2 separate regions of the Macaca mulatta genome follow, and region 2 is linked to region 1. Evidence: chromatin contacts called from public Hi-C data. All regions are on one chromosome and are shown on one strand. Each heading gives the region's core, a stretch centred on a gene start, on an enhancer-like site or on the middle of the called end of the contact. The rest is flanking DNA. Distances are from core to core; before and after follow the strand shown.

The links. A called contact is a pair of places that touch in the nucleus more often than the background predicts.
Region 2: a contact with region 1 is called in a Hi-C map of cortical neurons, with 4 times the contacts expected there. The contact joins the promoter of DNAJC7 here to the promoter of CNP in region 1. A contact is called at or near these places in 3 of 14 Hi-C or Micro-C datasets (CD4 T cells, cortical neurons and liver).

The regions. Positions count from the first base shown.
Region 1 is chr16:66,305,334-66,311,408 of T2T-MMU8v2.0, forward strand. It overlaps CNP (2',3'-cyclic nucleotide 3' phosphodiesterase), which reads left to right and starts at 2,638. Exons shown (of 4, transcript NM_001035528.3): 1 at 2,638-2,787; 2 at 3,852-4,524. The coding sequence starts at 2,785. ODAD4 (outer dynein arm docking complex subunit 4) reads left to right here. Exons shown (of 11, transcript XM_028836483.2): 11 at 917-1,572. The coding sequence ends at 932. LOC144335718 (a long non-coding RNA gene) reads right to left here and starts at 600. Exons shown (of 3, transcript XR_013406840.1): 1 at 93-600.
Region 2 is chr16:66,357,820-66,363,781 of T2T-MMU8v2.0, forward strand. DNAJC7 (DnaJ heat shock protein family (Hsp40) member C7) reads right to left here and starts at 1,712. Exons shown (of 14, transcript NM_001261251.1): 1 at 1,612-1,712. The coding sequence starts at 1,688. It overlaps NKIRAS2 (NFKB inhibitor interacting Ras like 2), which reads left to right and starts at 1,850. Exons shown (of 4, transcript NM_001194812.2): 1 at 1,850-1,898. It overlaps LOC144335717 (a long non-coding RNA gene), which reads left to right. Exons shown (of 2, transcript XR_013406839.1): 2 at 992-1,707.

The sequences.
Region 1 (6,075 bases), core at 1,388-3,887:
GAGCCACCGCGCCCGGCCAATTTTTTTTTTTTTGAGACAGAGTTTCGCTCTTGTTGCCCAGACTGGAGTGCAATGGCAAGATCTTGGCTCACTGCAACCTCCGCCTTCTGGGTTCAAGCGATTCTCCTGCCTCAGCCTCCCAAGTAGCTGGGATTACAGGCGCCCGCCACCACGCCCAGCTTATTTTTGTATTTTTAGTAGAGACGGGGTTTCACCTTGTTGGCCTCCTACCCGCCTCGGCCTCCCAAAGTGTTGGGATTACAGGCATGAGCCATGCCGCCCGGCCATGTGATTTCCTTCCTATCAGTCTCAGGTCCCTTGACTGCAAACTCAAATCAACGGCAGTGCGCATTTTCCTGATGTCCGGATGGGATAAGCTATACAGTCCTCACGTGATGCGCGGGACGGAGCTGGGCTCAGTAAATGATGGTTCCCTTTCTCTGCTTTTGGAAAGGTGTGCTGTCAACACCAATTTAAAAAGCTAGCAAAAACAGTCATTCTCAGGGCCTTTCTTTCATCTGCCTCTCAAAAGCACAGGCCTCCACAAAGATGAACAGTTTCTTTTTTTTTTTTTTTTCCCTTTTTGGAGACAGGTCTCGCTCTATCACCCAGGCTGGAGTACAGTGGCTCGATTTTGGCTCACCGCAGCTCCAACCTCCTGGGCTCAAGTGATTCTTCTGCCTCAGCCTCCAGATAGCTGGGACTACAGGCGCCAACCACCATGGCTGGCTAATTTTTGTATTTTTAGTACAGACAGGGTCTCACTGTGTCATCCAGGCTGGTCTGGAACTCCTGGCCTCAAGGGATCTGCCTGCCTCAGCGTCCCGAAGTGCTGAGATTACAGGCGCGAGCCACCACACCCGGCCTGACATGAACAAACTTTTATCTTTCCTCCCACTTTTCTCTTATTTTTCAGAAGCTTTACTGTATGAAGATAGAATAATAACAGAGAAGGACATGAGGAGAGTGAGAGATGAGCCCGAGAAGGTGGTGAAGCAGTGGGACCATATTGAGGATGAGAGAGAGACGGATGAGGACGATGAGGCTTTTGGGGGAGCTCTGCAGAGCACAGCAAGCGGAAAGCAGAGTGTGGAAGCAAGAAAAGCCAGAAGCGATTTGGGAGAAGTTGCCAAGGGCCTGTCAGGAGAATTAGGCACAAGATCAGGAGAAACAGGCAGGAAGCTACTAGAAGCTGGCAGAAGAGAGTCAAGAGAAATTTATAGGAGGCCTTCAGGAGAATTAGGCCAAAGACTCTCAGGAGAGTTCAGCAGACAGGAACCAGAAGAACTAAATAAACTTTCAGAAGTGGGCAGAAGAGAGCCAGAAGAACTGGGAAAAACACAATTTGGGGAAATAGGAGAAATGAAAAAAACAGAAAATGAGATGGAAAAGGAGTATGAATGAAGACACCGGTAGGGATAAGGATCAGGAAGTTGGTGTTCAGAGGGATAACGGGATCTTATTAAACTGGATTTTCAAGCGATTTATCTGTAATAGGAAAAATGAGGGTTTTACTTGTGCTGCTTTCCGTCACTATTTTGCCATTAAATAGGTGTCTTTCACTCTTGCAAACCCTGAGTCTGTCACTTTGTCTCCTCACCCCTGCCCATTCTTGGAAGAGCCTCGTGGAGAGAAAGGTGCCAAGAAGAAAGGGTTTCAGGAGGGTGAAGATACAGGAGCTTCAGGGAATGAGAAGTCACAGGGAGGAGGAGAGGGGAAGGCCTGGGAGGAGAGGTGCTTCCCAGACACCGGTGACTGACTGAGTCCTTCCAGTGCGCAGGACACCGGGAGGCTTTATGGATGGAACAGTGGTGGGGTGGCCCCAGCTAGCACAGGCAGGAGAATGCCCCAAGCCAGAACTAAGCGAATGCTGGGACTGAGGCCAAAGATAGGGGAGTGGCCTGGGAGGGCAGACAGACTCCACCTCTGACAACTCTGGGTGGCACAATCAGGTAAATCAGGCTCGCCAAGCTGGCTTCTCTGAACAATGGGATACCTGCCTCAGGGGTTGCTGCGAGGACTGAGTGCTTAGCACAGCACTTGGTACAAGAAACTCAAAAATCCAACGGAGCTCTCAGTGGTTTCACAGAGGTGGTGGCAGCTGAGCATCTGGCCTCAGAGGATGTTAGGATTTCACTCCGTTACTCATCTGTCCCTTTGGCCATTGCCATCCTGGTCTGTCTCCACAACTTCTAGAAGGAAAGGTCGGGGCTGAGACTGACTTTCGGCTGGCACAGGGACCGGACGAGGTCAGTGAGGCATTTCAGATGCAGAGTTTACCGGGATGCCAGCAAATTGCATAATACTTTAATCCAATGTGGTTTAAAAAAAAGTTTTTAATTAATGCAAAAGTCCATGATGAATAAAATATCAAAAATTAAAGATAGGATCCAACCTTGCACGACCCTGCTTCACTCACTTCCTGCTAATCCACGGGACCGGGGAGGGCGACTGAGTTACCCCTCGACACACAGAAAAAGGTAGCGGCCGTCCAGCTCGCAGGCGCAGTGAGTGGGTGCGCGTGGCGCGGCGGGCGCGCGCAGGGGGCGGGGCCGGGCCGGGGTTCCCGCGCGCGGCGGGAGTTTCGGGTTTCGGTTCGCAGCGCCTGCGCGCAGAGGGGACGGCCCGCCCCGGCCCGCCCGGGTGCCCGCTCCGCCCCCGGGCTATGTAAAGCGGCCGGGCTCGGGTCGTGCCACCGCTGGACTCCCGTGTCCCTCCGCGCAGGCGGGCGGCCCCGGAGCGCTGGTGCCGACAGAGGCGGCGACGGCGGCGCCCCTCCTCATCATGGTGAGAGGCCAGGCGGGGCCGGGCACGGGGTAGCACCGGGGCAGGAAACGAGTGTCGGGGCCCCTCGGCAGGAAGCGTCTTGCAAACGAGGACCCGGGGCTCCGGGCTCGACTTCCAGTTGTCTTGGTACTCAGGGCAGCCCTGAGGTCTGGAAGAAGCTGGGCGGGGGGTTCGGAGTGCCGGAGAGGCCGCTGGAGAGGGAAACGGTAGCGTTCCTCAAGAGGGGACTCGGGACCGTCTCATCACGCGGAACCGCTGCCCCGCGCCCGGGTGCGCGCGGGAGGCGGAGCCAGTTCGGAGGAGGGGACCCTTTACGGTAAAAGCTGCCCTCTCTTGTGGCTTCTAGAAGATAGGAAAACAAGTGGCTCCGAGAGGCGGTTCAGACACACAGCACAGCGGCGGGCAGAGCTGGATCCTGATTGCAGGTGCCCTGTGCTGCCTTGTCCTGGACAGGCACAAAGACCACGACTTTGTGGGGGCCGGGAGAGGGTAGAGGAGGAGGTGGCAGGCTCGGTGAAAGAGGGCCTTTGTCCAGTGCTCTCCTGCCCTGCCCCCCACCAGCCCTTCTGTGGGACCATTGTCCCCGCATGCCAGACAAGAGAGTATTATCTCTTGCGGCCATTGTTGGGGGAAGGGAGGCAGTCTTGGGGTAACCCTTCTCCACTCCCCACCCTTCTCTGTGCACTCAGCCGTGGCAGCTGTGGCTTGGCCCAGACACAGAGACCCCCACCTCCAAAGAAGACGTCCTTAGTAGGTGCCAAGCATATAAGAGTGAGGCCAGTCCCAGAACCGCAGGCTCCTGGCACGCCCTGCATGCCTCCAGCACGTTTTCCTTTCCGAGGTGGCAGCAATGGGGAAAGCGCACGCTTAGGAGAGCTTCAGACAAGCTTCCCTCTTCCTCCTCCACGACCAGAAGCGGAAAGGTGCTCCCGGACCGAAAGGGACAGAAGGTCCAGCACTGCCCTGCTTCGGAAGGCACCCACACCCAGTCTAGGGACTAGGGGTAAGGCCGGCGGGGAGCCCGCGAATGACCTGGGCTGACATCTCTTCCCCTCCTTACACAGAACAGAGGCTTCTCCCGAAAAAGCCACACATTCCTGCCCAAGATCTTCTTCCGCAAGATGTCATCCTCAGGGGCCAAGGACAAGCCTGAGCTGCAGTTTCCCTTCCTTCAGGATGAGGACACGGTGGCCACGCTGCAAGAGTGCAAGACGCTCTTTATCTTGCGCGGCCTGCCAGGAAGCGGCAAGTCCACGCTGGCACGGGCCATCGTGGACAAGTACCGTGATGGCACCAAGATGGTGTCGGCCGACGCTTACAAGATCACCCCCGGCGCTCGAGGAGCCTTCTCCGAGGAGTACAAGCGGCTCGATGAGGACCTGGCTGCCTACTGCCGCCGCCGGGATATCAGAATTCTTGTGCTAGATGACACCAACCACGAGCGGGAACGGCTGGAGCAGCTCTTTGAAATGGCCGACCAGTACCAGTACCAGGTGGTGCTGGTGGAGCCCAAGACGGCGTGGCGGCTGGACTGTGCCCAGCTCAAGGAGAAGAACCAGTGGCAGCTGTCGGCTGATGACCTGAAGAAGCTGAAGCCTGGGCTGGAGAAGGACTTCCTGCCGCTCTACTTCGGCTGGTTCCTGTCCAAGAAGAGCTCCGAGATCCTCCGCAAAGCCGGCCAGGTCTTCCTGGAAGAGCTGGGGAACCACAAGGCCTTCAAGAAGGAGCTGCGACAATGTAGGTGGCAGGGTGGGGCCTTACTCATAAGCCTACCTTGCTGGGCACAGGGCGCTGTGGGCATAGGACCATAGGGTGGGGCACGAAGCAGCAGGAGGCAGAGAAAGGCTCACCTCAGAGCGGGCAGGGGCAAGCAGTATGTCCCAGTGGTAGCCTTGGGGAGTTGGCAGCACATTGGGAACATGGGGGCTTCCCAGAGCTCCTTTCCTCCTACTACACCTTTCCTTCTAGCCCTCTTCTCTCTGACACCCTTCTCCCAGGTTGAATGTAGACCACCGTCCCGTCTTGGAGGTCGGAAAAACTGTAGTAACAGGAAATAGTCCTCTTCTAATGTAACCTTAGAGGGGGAATCAAGCCCAGTGTTCTCCAACTCATTTTTAGCAGCAGAATAATGTTCCAAAATAATAATAATGACATGAAATTGTAAGCTGCAAAAAAATTAAAACTAGGACTATTGTGGCTTCACTGGGGATGGTTCTCAGGCCTTGGGCTACTTGATTTACTCATGGGTTTGTGGCATCTTACAGCTCCAGAGGACACACACTTAGGCCAAAACCTGTTTTCAGATGGAAAAACACGGGCCCAGGAGGGATGTGGGGTTTACGGGCTTGAACCCTGGACTCTGGCTACTCTAGCCGGGTTCTCTCTTGGCATGGGCTTTTTGCTCCAATGGTAAGTTTGGGATAAAGAGGGGTCCTGGTGGCTCTCCTGCAGTGACCTGTTGGAGAAATGTCACCCACTAATCCATCTATATGCCTTTAGGCCATTTCTGGTTGCCCCCAATTGTATTTATTTATTTATTTATTTTGACACAGAGTCTCCCTCTGTCGCCCAGGCTGGAGTGCAGTGGCACTATCTCAGCTCACTGCAACCTCTGCCTCCCAGGTTCAAGCAATTCTCCTGTTTCAGCCTCCCCAGTAGCTAGGACTACAGGTGTGTGCCACCACATCCAGCTAATTTTTTTTTTTTTTTTTTTTTTGAGACGGAGTCTCGCTTTGCTGCCCAGGCTGGAGTGCAGTGGCCAGATCTCAGCTCACTGCAGGCTCCGCCTCCCGGGTTTACGCCATTCTCCTGCCTCAGCCTCCCGAGTAGCTGGGACTATAGGCGCCCGCCACCTCGCCCGGCTAGTTTTTTTTTTTTGTTTTTGTTTTTTTTTTTTTTTGAGACGGAGTCTTGCTCTGTTGCCCAGGCTGGGGTGCAGTGGCCGGATCTCAGCTCACTGCAAGCTCCGCCTCCCAGGTTCACGCCATTCTCCTACCTCAGCCTCCTGAGTAGCTGGGACTACAGGCGCCCGCCAACCCGCCCAGCTAGTTTTTTTGCATTTTTTAGTAGAGACGGGGTTTCACCGTGTTAGCCAGGATGGTCTCGATCTCCTGACCTTGTGATCCGCCCGTCTCGGCCTCCCAAAGTGCTGGGATTACAGGCTTGAGCCACTGCGCCCGGCTAGTTTTTTTTTTTTTTTTTTTGTATTTTTTAGTAGAGACGGGGTTTCACTGTGTTAGCCAGGATGGTCTCAATCTCCTGACCTCATGATCCGCCCATCTCGGCCTC
Region 2 (5,962 bases), core at 462-2,961, 52 kb after region 1:
GGGCATGGTGGGCACCTGTAGTCCCAGCTACTGGGGAGGCTGAGGCAGGAGAATGGTGTGAACCCAGGAGGCGGAGCTTGCAGTGAGCTGAGATCATGCCACCACACTCCAGCCTGGGCGACAGAGCGAGACTCCGTCTCAAAAAATTAAAAATAAATAAATAAATAAATTACCTATGGCCAAATCCCTATTTATAATATAAAGAAACACTGAACTCTTTCCAAATCCAAGTAACTCTCTACAATTAATTAAGCTCTGTCTGCACTGGGAGAAATTTTGTTTCCCATTGCAGCTCTTTAATGATGTATAAGGGTTGATGATGCTTAACTTTAAATATCTAGAAAGAAGCAGGAACAACATGAAAGCTCAAAATTAAGAACAGAGACTGGACTCTGGTGTCCTGGCTTCTCTGATATCCCAGGGACCTATTACACTTTGTCAGGCCCCCCAGCTCCCAACAGATCAGGAACTTGAGACACTGGCTGTGGTAACAACCTTCAAGCTTGATAACTATTCATGGCCTCCGTTCTTATATTTCTAACTCATCAGATAGTAAAAATCTCAGAATCCTGATTTCAGATCTCATGAACTAATTCTACATCACCACCTCAAATTACCCAGCCTGAAGACATAACGGGCTTGGTATGAAAATATAAAGTATGTGGGAATAAGACTGAGGGCACTGTAGGCATCTTGAACAAAAGGGTCAGATTAACCTGCAGCTGATAAGGAAAGGGCTCCAAACTTCTAGAACCTTCTTGTCAATTCTGCTTTAGTATTAGAACACGTATGACTACCCACAACTCTGTCCCAACCCCATTTCCAATAATCTGGCCTGTTGCCAGAATCTAGAGCGTTCTCGAAAACCACTCACTCAGCAGCTCCCTTGGCTAGTCCGACTGGCAGTCTCGAACCACTGCGGCTGCTTCGGTGTGCCAACAGCGCCCAAGCAGTTGCCCTCTTCCTTGGTGCTTAACTTAAGAAAGAACAGTGCTGGGAAGGATAAAGATCACCCAGGAAGGATAGGGGAAGAGGAGTCTGACACAGAGAACACGAGATAAGCCCCTCGCTCTTCCCTTTTTCTCTATCATCCTTGACTTCTGGGATAACCGGGGGCAACCAGGTCAATTATGGAGACACACAATCACCTCGAACCCAGACTAGTGATCGAAAAGGAAAACGGGGGGAGGAGAGCAAAGGTTTTAGAGATGGAAAGTGCAGACAGGCAACAATGCACAGAAGTTAACGAGAAGGAGGGAGTCAGGGGCGATGTAAGGAAGTCGTCATCGACGCCGCGCCGCCCCCCCCCCCTCGCACCAGACCTCCGAAATTGCCCTCCGAGACTCGGGCTCTCCTATAAGGACGATCGTCCTCTCAGCTGGAGAAGAAGGCCATGCCTCAGCTCCTTCGCCAGGCGGAAGCGGGAGAGGAAGGCCGACCCCCAAGAGCGCCCCTTCAGGGGGTCCATCCGGCCTTGATCTCAGATTGGGGGGGGGTTTGCGTAGGGCGGGGCATCGCCTCAACAGCTGGGGGCTGCATCATGGCAGGAACGGGTTTCCCTGAGCCACGGAGCTGCAGCTTGCCTCCTCTACTACCCTGCTACCCGGTTACCTCTTCGCCTCTTCGTCGTCGAGCAGCTCTGGCTCGGTCGCCGCCATTACCACATCGCACTCCGCGGCAGCCGCCATCTTACCGCCGGGACCAGAGAGCTGGGTGGGAGGCCGGCGGTGAAGAGCACTTCCGGTTGGAGCATAGAGCAGCTCAGCGGCGCCTCGCCCAGAAGGGCTCCCTCGGGCTCGTCTACCAGAGAGAGGCTCCGCTTGGGGCCAGAGCGGCCTCCCGTCCCCGGATGTCCAGGGTGGTCTCCGCGCCGGGGCGGGAGCCCAGGGACTGTGCCTGTGCGTAGGCGGCGCCACTTTACCCGTGGATGGGAATGGAGGTGTACGGGTGGTAGCCTCTCTAGGGCTTGATTGGTTTCAGTATTCCAAGAGCCTCGTTGCCATAGCAACTTCCAATCCTAGAGAGTCTTCCTTAAAGGCTCCGTGGAGTCTGGGTTGGGTGGGGACCAGGTGACCCAAGACTGTAGGGAAAGAGTCCCCACTGCTACCTTTCCGACCTTGGAGTGTGTTCACAGCTTCTTCCCGGGAAAGGCAAGAGCCACTCTGAGCCCAGTTCCCCCAGCTTTCATCGTTCTCTGGAAGCCCTACCCAATCAAGCCAGGGGAACGTAGGGCGTCTTCATCCTGCGCCTTTCATCCACTCCGGATCTCCAAACACCAACTGGTTCATCACCCTAATGACGCTGACCCTTTTACGAGGCTGCTTTCATGTCAGCCGCCTGGGAGTGCCATCTCAGCATTAAGCCTAGGAAAGCTGACACATGGCGCCCCAGACCCTGCCCTGGAGTTTATAAGGAAGCTCGCTGGGTGAGGTCCCTGCTCTTGTGTCCCCATTACTCCTACCTCTTATATAAACTCTCTACTCATCACGCTTGTCTTGCCGAATGCGGTCTGGATTGAGAACTCACAGGGGACAAGGGCACAGTTTAATTGTCTTGTTATTCCCTCACCCAAGCCACTATTTGTGGAGCTGAATTGAATTGGAGCTTTCTGGGGTTAAATTGGAGGCGTATTAGGAGTAGCTTTACAATGTAAAGCTAAGAGTAGCTAAAATGAGAAGAGGGCAAAGGAATTTTTAAAAGGATTTACCTGTTTCTTCCAGGAAAACAGCATGTGCCAATGCTCCTACCCTGCCTATCCCAGTGTGGAGGGAACTGAAACCACAGCGACCACTGAGTAGGGAGGGATAGGACAAGCTTACTAGGTTGGAAAGGAGGGGTCATTCGTTGAGCCAATCACTCAATAGCCCTTTCCAAAACGCCTACTTTGTGCTAGGTTGTGAGGGCACAAGACTTACAGACCACCTGCCCTGCCTGTCAGTGGCTCATAGTCCAGTCTAATGCTAGCCAACCTGTCTCACCATCTTCCCACTTTATGTTCTAAGGCAACTCATTTATTCCCACAGCTTTACTTCCATCTGTTGATGACTCTCAACTCTACATATCTCCAACCTAGACCTTTCTTCAGCTTCCACAGCTGCATATCCAACTATCTACTGGATATCTCTTGTATGTTTCACAAATCCCCAAAGCTTACCATATTTAAACTTAACTTTTCATTGTCTACCTACACCTGAACAACAGAAAAAACAAATGCTGGATGTAATTATTATCTTTCCTAAATTCCATATCTTGTTAAATGGATTAAACCATCCTCACTCTTGGCTTCCAATTTGTTGCTCAGTTTTGTTGATTCTCTTACCAAATATTTCCCAAATCCATCTCCGTTTTTCCATCCCGATTCAGGCACTCATCATATTTTTAAATCTTGGAATAGGCTGGGCATGGTGGCATGCATCTGTAGTCCCAGCTACTTGGGAGGCTGAGGCAGGAGGATCACTTGAGCACAGGAGTTAGAGGCTACAGTGAGCTATGAGCACACCAGTGTACTCCAGCATGGAGAAAAGAGTAAGACCCTGTCCCTAAAAACAAAAAACGGCAACAACAAAGCAACAGAAAAAAAAAAAAACAAAAAAAAAACTTGGAATACAGCAATAGTCTCCTAATCGGTCCCTAATTTCATCTCTGTCCAGTCTTGCCTCTTCTGCCAGAGTGACCTTCTTCAGGGACTGATCATGTCACTTCATTGGCAATGGCTTTCCATTGCCGTCAGTTTGATCTCTTTGGCCTACCACACAAAGCCTTTGATTATCTGTTTCTTTTATTTTTTTTTAATGATTTAATTTGAGTACCAGTATTTAGGTCCTTTCTACCACCAATATTGAACCCAAGTTCTCATAGTTCCAGAAAATGCCATGACTTGTAGCCATGTTTCCTCCACCCTAGGACACCCTTTCCCCCAAGCTCTTCAGTGTCTGCTGACTCAAAGTTAAATGCCATTTTGCTGTGCCCCACAGCACCTCAGTAATTGTTAGACATCTAGCTTCTCTAGACCGTGAGTTCTGATGGGCAGCCACCGTATCTAACTCGTCCACTTTCTCTCAGTATATGGCCCTGCACATGGCACAGACAGAGAAGATGCTCAGAAAACATTCGACGGATGAATGATTGAGTAAACGAAGAGTTACTGTACCCTGATCGCCTTTAGAGGGAGAACATTTGGGCCTCAGAGACACCAGGACAACCAGCGGCCCGCGTCCAGGGAGTCTAGAACCTTGGGTTCCCGCACACACCCAGGCCAGGTCGTGGCCGTCATTCCCCCGCCGACCTCTGGGGGAGCTGCGCGGTCCGCACCCGTTCTCCGCTGCCGGAATTCGTCTTGTCTGACGGAAGCTGGGGAGAGGGCAGGCGGCGGGGGCGGGGCCCGGCAGAGCCTACACCGACCCGGGAGGAAGACAATCCTGTGCGGCGGCGCTGCCCCTCCCCTGGTCCCCGCGCGCTCCAAGGGCCTGGCTTGGTGCTGCGGGGCCCCCGGGAGGTACGGAGCTGGGAGGCGAGGCTCGTCCGGCGCTAGGATCGGCCTCCGCCCCTGGGCCGCTTTAGGTGGCTGGTCTCTGCCTCTCATTCATATGGGGGCTCCCCCGTGGGAAAATCTGTGGCGGAGGCCCCTCTGGCCCACTCTTATGGTGTCTTTTATTGTAGGTCTCAGTATATGGAGAGGGGGTCTGTGTCAGGAGCTTCCCCTGGAGAGGTTTCTGTTTGGGACAGTCTTTGGGAGTGATCTATTTCTGCTCTCTTTGGGGGATCTTTGTCTGGAGCTCTTGGGGCGGGGGCGGGGGGGCTTGTGTTTGGAAGTTTGCCTTCGGGGAGATACCTGTCTGGGACCTCTTAGGGTTTCTTTTTTTTTTTTTTTTTTGAGACGGAGTCTTGCTCTGTCGCCCGGGCTGGAGTGCCGTGGCCGGATCTCAGCTCACTGCAAGCTCCGCCTCCCGGGTTTATGCCATTCTCCTGCCTCAGCCTCCCAAGTAACTGGGACTACAGGCGCCCGCCACCTCGCCTGGCTAGTGTTTTTTGTATTTTTTAGTAGAGACGGGGTTTCACCGGGTTAGCCAGGATGGTCTCGATCTCCTGACCTCGTGATCCGCCCGTCTCGGCCTCCCAAAGTGCTGGGATTACAGGCTTGAGCCACCGCGCCCGGCCCTCTTAGGGTTTCTATGAGCTTTCTCTTTTGTGTCTGTCAGCCCAAGGGCAGCAAAAAGTATCTCCTTTCTGAAGCCTTTTTTTTCCTTAGGTTTCTTCACTCTTTCTCTCTTATGTTCATTTTAGCCATATACTTGACTGGCGTTTAGAGGGAATTGATTGTTGTCCAGATGAGTCGTACAGGAAAGCAGATTGTCTTTTTTTTTTTTTTGAGACGGAGTCTCGCTCTGTTGCCCAGGTTGAAGTGCAGTGGCACAATCTTGGCTCACTGCAACCTCCGGCTCCCGGGTTCAAGCGATTCTCCTGCCTCAGCCTCTCAAGTAGCTGGGATTACAGGCACCCGCCACCACGCCTGGCTAATTTTTTGTATTTTTAGTAGAGACGAGGTTTCACTATGTTGGCCAGTCTGTTCTCAAACTCCTGACTTTGTGATCCGCCCACCTCAGCCTCCCGAAGTGCTGGCGTGAGCCACCGTGCCCTGCCCTAGATTATCCTTTTTATTTGCTCAGTCCCCCCAGGGAGCAGATGGCTTCAGACAGCCACACAAAATACTATTCCTGCTTAATTCGCCATGGGGTCATGATTAAAGAGAGGAAGCTGGGCTGAGTTCCCTTCACTAATTGGTCCTCTCTACATCTTGTGCACAGAAGGGAACCTGGCCAGTGGCCAGTGACTCTCCTCTCCCTTTATGGCAGCATTTCCAAGCACCTGCCCTGGGACAGGTACTGGCTAGGAACTGGGGATAACAAAGACGAATAAAATAACAGCTCACCGTCCAGTAGTGAACATAGAGACATCGGTTTTC